Regions from separate parts of the Gossypium arboreum genome. Here region 1 is linked to region 2. Evidence: chromatin contacts called from public Hi-C data. All regions are on one chromosome and are shown on one strand. Each heading gives the region's core, a stretch centred on a gene start, on an enhancer-like site or on the middle of the called end of the contact. The rest is flanking DNA. Distances are from core to core; before and after follow the strand shown.

Region 1 (6,798 bases), core at 791-3,290, 200 kb after region 2:
TACATATGTACACGTGGATGGCCTTTACACCATCTGAAAAGCCCCCATAATTACTCAACTTTACCAGTTCCAACTTTGAAATGGGAATGCAATGACCCCACTCAGTCAAGGGTGGTTATAGCACATTCATTTGGAGCCTTCCACTAGACAAACTTTCAATAAAGCAATTCTTTTAAAAACTTAATTTAACTCCAGGGGACTCCTCCTTCAAACAAACAAGTGTTATTATATATTGATAATGTTGGATTCAGTTGAGTGTTTAATTTATAAAAATGTTTGATTAATGTTTAAAAGATTTAATTGGTATAAATATTATCATTAACGAGAAAAATGTAAGTTCGAGTGAATTGAAATATATTATTTTTTATTTATGGATTAAAATGAGTTATGAATAATTTTAATCATTATGTCGAAAAAATATATAATCAAGTTATTATAAAATTATTAAAAAATTATTAGATATAATTTTATGCACTGTAAATAAATTAAATAATCATATATTATTAAAAATTTAATTTAAGTTGATTGACTTTAAATTATATACCGTGTAATACATCAAAGATTAAAATTAATTTGAAGAGAAGAGGGTGACCGCTAATCACTTGTGAAAAGTCAGCCTGCAAAAAGTCAGGCACATCGAAGGACAACCATCAAATAGAGATGGCCTATGCCTCTGATTGGCAATTACCCATCCCCTTATCACAGCTCGACACGTCAAAATGTCTAATGACTTCGTCCCTCCGTTATAATATTAGTTCCTTAAGGCTGTTGTGTTAAAAAAAAAAAAACGTCACCTTTGTAACGCAAAATGCGGGGCAAAAGCCAGGAATTACGATGGAGTTAAAAATGGTTATATTAACGAAGTTCTACCGTTTTAGTTGAATATTTAACTTTCGAAAGAGTCTAAATTGCAGCTATTTTATTCGAAAGGGATTAAATTGAAATATTTAGCTGCCACTTTCACAAATATCTCAACCAATAAATAAATAAGTAAGTTGACAATTAATTGGCAATTAAAAACCTATCGGTCGATTTCACCAAAAAGAAAACCTATCAGTCAGTCGACGATTAAACGACTTTTTGAACTAAAAAATTTGGTTTATTAATTAGTTGCTAAGCAATTAATTTTATTTGATAGTTTTCAAAATAATCAGTTAAAAAGAATGAATCAAATTACTAGTTAGGAGTGAAACAACCATAGATGCACAGTTAATTTAAAGAGATTTTTAATAGAAAATTGAATAGAGTTTCGTAATTATACCAGACACCCCTTAAGTGGTCAAAGACCATGCATGAACGTATTTGCAGATGAAATTAATAAGAAACCAAATAAAGCCAAAAGTCATATAAGGAATAAAAAAACGTGAGACCGCCCAATCCATTTCACTCAACTCAAATTTCCAACTAATATTATAATTATTTTAAATATAATTATTATTTTTATATTTAAAATATTTTAAAATTTATTGTTTTTCATTTATATTGTGGATATGGTATTTTTAAATATTTTATATATAAAATATTTTAATTAATTATTTCAAATATCATCATATTTATATATGAAATATTTTAAATACATATATAAAATATATAAAATACTAAAATTTACTACACTCATGATATGGATTGAAAATAAATATTACACATATAAAATTATATTTATTAAGAATAATAATTTTTATAATATTATTTGATTTTATAAATAAAAAAGTTATTAATCAAAAATATGAATTAAAAATAAAAACTTTTAAAATAATATATTTAAAATATTAATTAAAAATAATAATAATAAAAACTTAAAACAACATTAAATGAAAAATAAAAATATATGTAAAAGAGGAATTTAGGACTTAAAAGACAAAACCATTGACACTAACTACATATAAAATATATAACCTAAATTATTTTGAAATTGCCGACTTGCATCCACCTCCACCTGATAGGCCTGTGGCGGGCTCCAGCCTATGTTGAGGGATATTTTTGACTTTGATGAAACCCACAAAAAAAGAAAGAGACCAGAGGCAAAAAAACGCGTATACAATAAGAGACGGCCCAAGAAGTGTCCCTCCTTCCCGCAACACCCGTATTTCCCATGTGCCTTAGCCGAACCACGTGACCGCCGCCGTCGCAGCTATAAATACGTTCCCCTGCCCACAAAGCCAATCACCCCATTCATTAGCTGATTTTTCTTGGTTAGCATATGTCTCAAAGGCCTAACGTTCCCCACTCTTCTTCAATAGCTTTTGGTCTCCATTCTCATCTCCTGGTTTCCAGTGAGATGAACCCTAATTCCAACTGGTCTTAATAGTTCCATCTCTTTCTTTTTCTTCTATTGATTTTTTGTTTAGACTTCTTTTATTGCCTTTTTGAAACAAAGTAATTGCCTTGTTGATTTGCAAGCAAATTTTGGTAAAGTTCTTAAGTATTTGAGTTTAGATCTTCTTTGAGAGTGCCGCTATGGGAGTGAAGGGTTTTGTTGAAGGAGGCATAGCCTCAATCGTGGCCGGGTGTTCGACCCACCCGCTTGATTTGATCAAAGTCCGAATGCAGCTCCAGGGTGAAAGCCATGTTCCCAATACGGCTGTTCAAACACTCCGCCCTGCTTTAGCCTTTCAGACAACCACTACTACTACTTCCTCTGCTATCCACATGCCTCCTCCGCCGGCGCGTGTTGGACCTGTGGCCACCGGGATCAAGATCTTCCGGACCGAAGGCGTCGCTGCTCTTTTTTCTGGCGTCTCTGCTACCGTCCTCCGCCAGACCCTCTATTCCACCACCCGCATGGGACTCTACGACATCCTGAAACAGAAGTGGACTGATAAAGAGACCAAAACCATGCCTCTCTCGCGGAAAATCACCGCCGGGCTAATCGCCGGAGGGATCGGCGCTGCCGTTGGGAACCCAGCCGACGTGGCGATGGTGCGAATGCAAGCTGACGGACGCCTTCCCGTATCTCAACGTCGTAACTATACCAGCGTTGTCGACGCCATCACACGCATGACCAAACAAGAAGGCGTGACCTCCTTGTGGCGCGGCTCATCGCTGACGGTGAATCGTGCGATGTTGGTGACGGCATCGCAGCTTGCCTCCTACGATCAGATCAAAGAGATGATTTTGGAAAACGGGCTGATGAAAGATGGGCTGGGGACACACGTGGCAGCGAGCTTTTCAGCCGGGTTTGTTGCGGCAGTGGCGTCCAATCCTGTTGATGTGATAAAAACAAGGGTGATGAACATGAAGGTGGAGGCAGGGCAAAAGCCGCCGTACGCCGGCGCTTTGGATTGTGCTATCAAGACGGTGAAGTCGGAAGGGCCGATGGCTTTGTATAAAGGGTTTATACCCACAATCTCGAGACAGGGACCATTTACGGTGGTGCTGTTTGTGACACTGGAACAGGTCCGGAAGTTGCTTAAGGACTTTTGAGGCATTGATAACAAAGACGATGACGAAAATGAATGTTTAAGTTACTTAATTGTTTTCCAGTTTTATGTTGTTCTACATGTTAAACGCGATGTGCGATTCTTGTTCTAATAATGATATCAATAGATGAGATATTTGCTCTAAAATTACTGTAGGTAAATTAGTCGCTGCAAATCCACCTCAATTTTGATTTGGGTTCATGATAGGGGTAATAATGCTATTGTTGTCCAACTCATTAATCACTATTGCCTTTTCAGCAAACAAACATAAACGTCTTTATCAAAATTGAGGTGGATTTGCATCTTCTTTTGGGGTACATGAGATATTTGGATGGCTGATTCCGATATTAGTCCCTGTATTTTCTAATTTTTAAAATTTCAGTCCTCATTGAAAGGATAAATGGATGTTTTGGTTTGTCAAATCTTACTTATGACCTGTAATGTTACATTTTCGAATGAGATTATGGTGTTTAGATTCTCAGCATTTCTTTCATTTCTCGACGATGAAGTAAGACTAAGCCCATGAGCTTATTATTCTAGGTCAGAACAAGTTGATAGGATCCCTTACACCCCTGAGTCCCTCCCATGTGGCGACATGGGGTCGTAAAAAGGAAAGAGAGGGATGAAGTTTTGGGGGTTTCTCTCGCTTTTGGCATAACGAGCCCCCAACGAGAGGTCCACACGACGAGACTATTAGCTCAGTGGTAAAGTGCACTCCTGATAATTGCGTCATTGTGCCAGACTGTGAGGGTTTTCAGTCACATGAATAGTTCAATATGCTTATCAACACTTGACCCTGAGATGTGAATCATTCAAGGCACATTAACATAGGGTACTCTTGTTTGAACCGAGGTTTGAAAGCCTCTTTCTTAGATTATTTAAGATTTTGGGTAGAATTTAAAATTTTGGATAAAATTATCCTTTATCTTCATACTACTTGTGGTTTATTGCATTCATCGTAACAAACTCGTTTTGGTTGATTAATTTTTTCTTTTATGAAATTATTTTATTAATCTTAGTAGCTAGTTTCTTTATATGATTTTTTTTTTTGGAAATAAAATCCTCATTTCTTTTATTTTACATAAAATTTACAAATAAGGTTAACAGCTTACGTTACCAAATAAAACCCATTTTGCCATAAACATTAATAATTAGAAAAACCAATAGTTTAAAAAAAACTCAATCTTCTTAAATTTGTTGAAACCCGCAAATCGTAACAAATAGAACATAAAATTTGGAGGTTTATATTATGAATTTTAGTTGTACTTCACTTTTCATATTAAAAGTGATTCTCTAAATAAACAACTATAAATTATATAAATAAACTATCATAATTAGGTTGAATAGTTGTTGAGTTGAATTCATATAATAAAATCAAGGTGTAATAAAATGAATTTATTAAATTATTATAATTTTATGAAAATTTAAGACTAAAAATGTTGAACTTTTAAAACAAAATCCTATATCAAGGGTAATTTAGTAAAATTTGTTTTAAGATAATCTTACATTTTGTTAACCAAAGACATGAATCTTATATTCCAACTAAATAAACCAAACAAGGTAATCTCATATTCCATCCGTAATCCTATTACGAAATGTAATCTAAGATTTGGACCGTTAAATTTATTAAGTTATGCGATTTCCAAAGTTTGATGGGATAAACATATTATCATATGGATAATATTATGTCAATTTGTTATTTTCACATACTACTCACTAAAAGTTTAATTAATCGACTAATAATCATCATCTGCATCAATATTAAAATTTCAAAATTTTAAAAAATCTATAAACTCAAATTAATTTAATTGAAAAATATAAATTAAATCTACAAATAAACACATAATAAAAATAATAATTAAATTTAATCAAACAAATTAAATTACTATTATTTGATAATTTTAAAAATATATAAAAATTAAACTGAAATAAGTTGTAGGAAAACAAAGATATGCGCCGATGCAGTCGCTGATTGATTGACCCAAGAGTTCAAATTTGAATTGCAATATAAAAGTATAGAGAATTAAAGATATTATGTATAAATTAAGATAGACGTAATCCAATTGGAGTCATCAAACACCTCTGATTTCTTTTTTTTCTTTTTCTTTTTACTAAAATAGCTTTTGAAATCCAAGATACGCATTTGTAAAATTCAATAAGTTGAATTGGAATTTCAGTAACAGTTTCATAATATTCATAATTATTTTTTAAACTTTTGTTTTCAACAATAAATTTAAAATATTTGTTGATTTTGAATTTGAATTTTTTATTTTATACCATTCAAATATAAAATAATATTTATTTTTAACTATAATATAATATCATATATCATAAGATCTAAAGTGGCGTGGACAACTGACTTAACGTATAATTGTTATTTTCTTAACAATTTTAAATAAATAAAATTTGAAATGTTTAGATAAATTTAAAATATTTACATAATTTTATGTAAAATAAAAATTATTATACAATATTATCATAAATATAATTTTTATTTATCTTAATATTAAAATTTGTTATCATCATATTTTTAAAACTGTTATTATGATTATACTTAAATTAAATTTTGTTTATTTTTTAATTTAATTAAATTTAAAAATTATCATAAAACATGTATTAATTAATTTAAATTTAAATTTAAAGTAACTATGTTATAGCCGATTTTAAGTCTAGTCGCAACAGTGGTTTCAGGACTACAAATCCAACGTAAAAAAAATTATTTTTCTTATATTTGTAAAAATTTCGTTTGAAAATTTTGACGTTTGAGCACTCAATTTAGTAAAAAGGACCAAATTGCAAAAAGTACAAAACTTGAGTTCTAGAAGCTAGAGGTGTCTAATTGCTATGAAATTTTAAATTGAAGGTCCTTATATGGCAATTAGACCATTTTTTAAGTTAGTGGATAAAAATGGACATGAAGTAAGAGAAATTTTAGTGTTTTAAGAAAAGGGCATTTTGGTCATTTGGTAAATAAAGCCAAAATAACTAAAATAAAAGATGTTCATCTTTCTAATTTCATCCCTTAGTGTCAGAAATTGAAGGCTCTCCATAGCTAGGGTTTTGGCCAACTTTCAAGCTCAATTGTAAGTTCGTTCTTACCCTGTTTTTAATGCTCTTTACATTTTTAAAGTCGTCGTAACTCAATCTACCTATTTCTACTACTAATTTAAGAAATAATCAAAGTCTAAATTTTTATCCATGATAGATAATTGTGTATTTTGAAGCCTAATGTTAGAAAATATAAGTTAGATGTAAGATAAACAACTTTTACTAGGTGATTTTTTATGGAAATGTCAAAAAGGACCTATTTGTAAAAGTTATAAAATAAGTAGTAAAAGTGTGATTAAGTGGAAATTTTGGGCTGGCATCAGTATGAAAA
Region 2 (6,782 bases), core at 3,693-6,192:
TACTGACAGATGAGAATGATACTTGTTTGTGATTAGATTTTGCAACAAATGAGAAATGATGCTGCGTTGCTAACATTGGAGAATGGTAGTTCACCCATTCAGAACCCTTCTACTGCAGCTGAAGATGCCCGTTTAGCTTCTCTGATTTCTCTCGATGGCATCTTGAAGCAAGTCAAGGTGTTTAGCTCTTCTCCAAGTTGCTGTTTACTTCTACTCAATGATTCTCAGTAGAGTAATAAAAAAATTTACATTGTTCTTATGTGTTGACCAGGATATAACAAGGCAATCTTCTGTTAGTAGCATGGGTAGAAGTAAGAAGAAAGCAATGCTAGCATCACTAGATGAGCTGGGGGAACGGATGCCCTCCCTTCTTGATATCGATCATCCATGCGCTCAGAGGCAAATTGCCAATGCTCGGCGCGTGGTTGAGGTATGGGATTGTCTTTTTAGTATCTTTACTGCTGCAAAATTTCTTATACATGTGCTTCCAACTTGGTCATTAAATGAATTATCCAAACTAGTTTGTAACTATGTTTCTGTAGCTTTTCTATATATTTACGTGGATGGTCAGGGCCAGGTATGGAGATGCCTGTGCCATAGTTTATTATCCCTGAAATGTCTGAATCCTATGTTTTCCAAAAGCTTAAACTGTTCCATACCAACACCAATTCTTCTGAATGAGACATGTGGTTTGTGTATTTGGTGCATAATGAGAACTCTTCGAACCTGTACTTTATGGCTATAGGGTTGTTGGTAACAAAATTGCCCAAACAACATGAACAAAGTAGACTACCAAGTGCTCCAGAAGGAACAATGATTTCATTGTTGCATCACTTTATCTGCCCTTTTGGCAATTGAATGAAAAAGTGCTGCACTACATCTTATATTTTATTGAGGTTAGCATTTATAGTGCTTCATTTGTTTTTCTCACCCCTCTTTAATCTGCTATGTACTTCTGAAGTCTGTTCGTGAAGAGGATGATCCAGCACCAGAGATACACCATGCTCAAAGGCCATCTGGGGAATTGGGATCTGGTACTGATACAGATGTTGCACAATGGAATGTATTACAATTCAACACAGGCTCAACAACCCCATTTATCATCAAGTGTGGAGCAAATTCCAATTCCGAACTGGTTATCAAAGCAGATGCAAAGGTTCAGGAACCCAAGGGTGGTGAAATTGTAAGGGTTGTTCCTAGACCCTCTGTTTTAGAAAATATGAGCTTGGATGAAATGAAACAAATATTCTCCGAACTTCCAGAGGCTCTGAGCTTACTTGCCCTAGCCAGGACTGCGGATGGCACCCGAGCTCGGTATTCCAGATTGTATAGGACATTGGCGATGAAGGTTCCATCGCTGAGGGATCTAGTCGGGGAGCTCGAAAAGGGGGGAGTGTTAAAAGATGTAAAGTCGTGAATGCAAAGGGTGTTAGTTTTATTTTTCTGATGTTGAAGAGTGTGTGTGTGTGTGTGTGGATGGATTTTACATTAGGAGGGGGTTGCGATTTGCAGGGACAAAGTGGGTGTTGTTGTAAACCTGTGATTTGACGTGCTCTGTAGGGATTTGCCGAGTCAAATGTATTGGAAGGTGGTGCAACTGTTGATGCCCCTTGTATCACATCACACGTTGATAATAGTGGCAATTTTATGCAGGCATCCATAATTTTTGAGTACCGAATTTTACATTCAAATATAATTTCCAACAGCAACAGAATCATACAAGTTTAAGTAGAGCTCTAGGTATTTAGCTTAGTTTAAAGAAGTTTTATGTGGTAAATAAAGCTTAATTATAATTGGTTAGGATAGTTTACTAGAATTTTAGTCTATAAATTCAAAACGGCATGTTTCTAGAGAATTTTTAGGGATTTTTTGTATTTTTTTTTTGCCAAGGATAATCTATTTTTATTTATAATTCGTAATTCAAATTTTATCTTAAATTTTAATTAAATCAATTAAGACTTGTTTCTCATCTTTGATTTCCAGCTTCCGAAAATTCAGTGACATTTCTCTTTAGTTTTGATTTTTCTTCCAAAAACAATATTTCTGTTCAATTCCGATTTCCTTTTAATCTTGCCCCTTTTTAGCCAGGCTTCAAACTTTATTTGCATCCTAAAAGTTCAATTCATGATATAATTCTTCTCTCGATTTTGATCCAATTAAATAAATTCAACAATGGGGTCATCAAAAGGAGATTTTATTTTATAATAATATGAACTGAATTGTAATTTTAATCGAGATGCATCTTTTCAAAGGACAACCATACCCCCCTTTCTTTCTAAACGGCTCATTGTTTACTGGTTACGCCAAGTCTCAGTCCACTCCCAGTCCGCTGATTATCCTCTCGCATTTGCTACTAATCATCGCCTCAGCCTACGGGTATTAGCAGCCGTTTGCTGCTATTATCCCCCTCCAAAGGGCAGATTCGTACCCGTTACCCCTGCGCCATTGAAAGCATCCAACTTGCATGTGTTAAGCATGATATCTATTTCACTAATCTGAAGTTGTAGTTAGAACAAGATATACAGATCTATTTTGGTCCCAAAAAGTTATTTCTTTCACCCTGCCTCCCTTCACATAAAACTTTATGCTTCCTCTACTCAATTTCATAGTTGCATTTCCACGAAAAATGAATAGCTCACTATGTAAACTAAAACTTAGTAATCAAGTCTATAAAACAAAGGTTCCCATGATATTATTGTCACCATCAATAACTTGAAAACTATGTACGATATGTGAGGCAACGAACAAATGTATTTTCCGAAAGGAGATTTGCAGCACATACCAATCTTAAATCTGTTGAACCAAAGCTGGGAAATTTTGTAGACAGGATCTATCTTTACGGTGAAGTGTGAAGTCAGTTTCAATGCTTATAAAATTCGAGTTCTCTACTACAGTTGGCTTTGATAGCCTCTTCTAGTTTCTCAGCTCGATCGAATTCAACCTTGAAGGAAACCATGGTGGTCCCATCTTTGCCTGTATCATAATCCTGTTTGATGTCCTCAGCTTCGAAAGATTGTAACTGCAGCAAAGAAGAACAAGATTACCATGTGATACATTTTGAAGGTCCCCTTTCTAGGGCAAAGACAACGAGAGTAACAAAATGTTAGAAGAATTTCAATAATGCAACTTACATACACCAAATTAATTAGTTATCACCTCTACATTCCTAAAAACCAAATATAAATATAAAGTCGAGAGCAAATAAAAAGAAAGCATAAAATGGGAGAGGAAATTATATAGCTTGTTTTGATCCCCAAAAGTTAAATAAATTTGTTAAATAAATAGTTTAAAATCATCTTATCCCTAATTAAGAGAAACCCTTCTTTTGAACCCACAGTTTAACTCGGTTTGTTCATGCAATTACCCTTAAGAGGTGGTATTCACATAATCTGGGATCCAAATCACAGCATCTGTAATCCTTAGTTTACAACCTACTTTGTAACATGCTGGTTCCAGAAAATGATTCATTCCAGGTCACAATATGACTCAGATGAACTGAAACTACCACTTACAAATAGACATGAATAAATTGACTTGTTACTAAAGGGACATGTCGCTAGAGAAACAAGCAAGCGGTATCCAAGGATGTTACAATCATTATTCATAAACATCCTAATGGTGATTATCAGATGAGAAACTACAACCTCACACATTCCGATGGTGGAAAACGGATGAGAAACTAAATTATACAATCACACACATTCCAATCATGCTAATCGGATCAGAAACTAAATTACATAACCAACACATTCTGACGGCTATAAGCCAATAATCGGATGAGAAACCACATTAAGAGAAATTTATATAAAAGAAGCATAAAATTTTTCTACTTTTTATTTATAAACATTATATGCAAACAACAAACAGAACTAAACACTAACCATAAAATATCAAATTTTTTTTTTTAACAAAACAAAACAGACCATAAGGCCTAACTTTCATTTATAGCTATCTGAATTACAAGTTCGTGAATCTCTCTAGAAGGACTAATTTGAACAGGGAAAAAATTGCTCACTTGATGGTATAGAACTCCCAAAAGATCAAAAGGAACTTCCACTCCCATTGGAACCTTCAAAATTCCAATTAAATATCAACATTTCCAAATATTAAAATCATAAAATTTAAAAATTAAAATTGTCATACATAGATTATTTCCATTCTTACTTTAGATTTTACAAGACAAGTTGGAGCATTTCTCAAGCATTCCGAGGCCACTCCACCATAAGCCCTAACAAGTCCTCCCGTTCCCAATTTAATTCCTCCAAAATACCTGAAATTTATTTGAAGATTCATGTTATTTGTCCCTTCAATTTTGATCATGGCAATATATGTCAAAAGTAAATAAATATACCTAATAACGACCACCATGATTCTGTCAAAACCTGAAGAAACAATTGCAGAATGAATCGGCTTCCCCGCCGTTCCAGAAGGTTCGCCGTCATCATTCGACCGATACTGATCCCCAACCTATTAAACTTTTGATAGGTCAATTATGAGGCAAGATGAATGAGATGATAGAAAAGCGTGGCGTCATATTAGATTACCTTGTAAGCCCAACAATTGTGAGTGGCACGCGGATCCTTGACTTGGTTGAGGAAAGAGTGAGCGGACTGCTCGTTAGAGATGGGACCAGCAACGGCGATGAATTTGCTCTTTTTTATTTCTTTTTCGAATGTTACTGTTTCTTTAATGGTGGTGAAGGCGCCTGCGTTGCTGGTGGTGCCGGAGCTGCTGGCGGTAGTGACCATTGGTTTTTTGGCGGTGGAGAGGGCGGAAATTGAGGCGGAGAGGCGGTGGTTGAGCTTGTGGCAGTAGCGATAGCCAGGTGTTATTGCAACTGGCATTTGCTTGTTTTGGGTTCCTTTCGTTTCAATAAAATCAGTGACAAACAAGCCTTTTTCCTACTCCGCCCGCCGTTTCAAACGGTAGTCCACTCGTATTAAACGACGACGTTATGCAACCATTTTACTATTTTTTATTAAAATTTAATCTTTATATTTTTATTTGTAAGATTTTAGTTTTCTATTTTCCAAATTTTAAAACTTAGATCTTACTCTTAACATTGTTAATATTATTTTTAAATTCAATTTATTACAACTTAATTTTTTAAATTACATTACTATTAAGTTTTTATTTTAAAATATTATACTAAAAAGTTTAATAAACAATTAATAACAATTAAATTTGAATATAATAAAAATTAAAACAATTTTATCTAATTATTCTAGTGTTTATTTGTTGAGTTATTCACTCTTTAATATTTAACATACGCTTTTTATTATCATTTGTTGGTCATTGATCAAGTTAATCATTATCTAAATTTTAATCTGCATCATTAATATTATCAAGATATTATTTTTCATGTACTTTTCAAGTACATGGATCATCTCAATTCCATTAATGATTGAAGTTATGAAATAAGCAACATGTTAGTATCATACAACCTTTTTTTTTTAATGTTATATTAAGGTGATGTTAATATGATAAATATTTTTTTAGATCAACAAATTTCTACTCAATCACATTTTCAAAGCCTTGAATATTTCAAATTAAAGAATTTGTAAGCTGTTCATGGTGCTACCACCAAGACACTAGAGAACACTCCATTGTTGTTGCATTGTGAACGACATGTCTTTTATCTAATCGTAATAAGGAGGCGACCATTATAACATTTATAAGGATTTTCAATTACATAGGATAGTATAGAATATACATATTTATATAAGATGAATTTTTAGATTTCTATGCAAATAAACAAGTGGGATGAGATATCTATAAATTTTACAGTTAGGGTTACGCTAGAATTTTCAAAAAGATCTTGACATTTATGAGTGACAAGATTACTTTAAATTTTCGAGATTTTCACCTCTTAGTTAAAAATATTGTTTAAAGATTAAATTAGGTAATAGTTTCTAAATACGCCTAGACGACTTATATAGATGTAGATAATTATTTAAATTTTTGAGATTTTTCGTCTAAGATTTGGTTTTGTAGGGTTTTAAAAAAACTATGACACATATGAGTGTCAAAGTTGGTTTAAATGTTAAAATGCTACAAAAGCACATAAACAACAAAGGATAGGGTTTTAAAATTTTTACTGACTTCAACACCTAAGAATGTTAAGGTACCTGTAATCGTTCCTTAATCATTACCCTGTTTCCAATGTGGATGTAAGACATATAAGGGGCCTTAACACCTATAAGTATTGAATTACTTGTTAAGAAAAGAAAACCTATTCCAAAAAATAATTTGTTTGATATGCTTATTTTTTACATTATTTAAATATTTATTAATTTGATATTTAATAGTCATTAATACTTTTATTACGTTTTGTTTTTAAATTTTAACTTGTTTTGATATCTTGATGGGATATATAAAATTATCTGTTAAAAGATGTTGAAAATATTTGTTTGGTATACGAAAAGTTAACTTTATTAAATTTATAATCTATAATATATATATATATATATATATATATATATATATATATATATATATAGTTAGAAACAATCCCAAATGGATCTCTTTAAACACCTGTCCAAACTTTATGTAGTGACATTGGGTTTGTTTTCAAGCAGATGAAAATTACAAAATAAATTGAAGCAAATATTTTATAATTTTAGTTATGATAATAAATAATTAGAAATATGAGATTTTTAACTTTTGTTCAAAAATTGGAAGAATAATAAATTACGAATAAGTACTTATAACAATTATTCAAACTTTAAAAACTATTCATCTAAAAATAATGTAATTTAAAAAAAACTAAAACAATTAATTAA

Evidence for each region. Hi-C and Micro-C count contacts between places; a contact is called where the count stands out from the background.
Region 1: a contact with region 2 is called in a Hi-C map of leaf, with 3 times the contacts expected there. The contact joins the promoter of LOC108464347 here to the promoter of LOC108484663 in region 2. A contact is called at or near these places in 2 of 5 Hi-C or Micro-C datasets (both in leaf).

The regions. Positions count from the first base shown.
Region 1 is chr11:48,288,714-48,295,511 of ASM2569848v2, forward strand. It overlaps LOC108464347 (mitochondrial uncoupling protein 5-like), which reads left to right and starts at 2,041. Exons shown (of 1, transcript XM_017764610.2): 1 at 2,041-3,566. The coding sequence starts at 2,458. The coding sequence ends at 3,423.
Region 2 is chr11:48,083,678-48,090,459 of ASM2569848v2, forward strand. LOC108484663 reads right to left here and starts at 4,943. Exons shown (of 6, transcript XR_001871290.2): 1 at 4,545-4,943; 2 at 4,352-4,467; 3 at 4,165-4,270; 4 at 4,016-4,069; 5 at 2,783-3,019; 6 at 2,270-2,437. LOC108486112 (kinesin-like protein KIN-14B) reads left to right here. Exons shown (of 23, transcript XM_017789945.2): 21 at 37-177; 22 at 272-430; 23 at 962-1,663. The coding sequence ends at 1,417.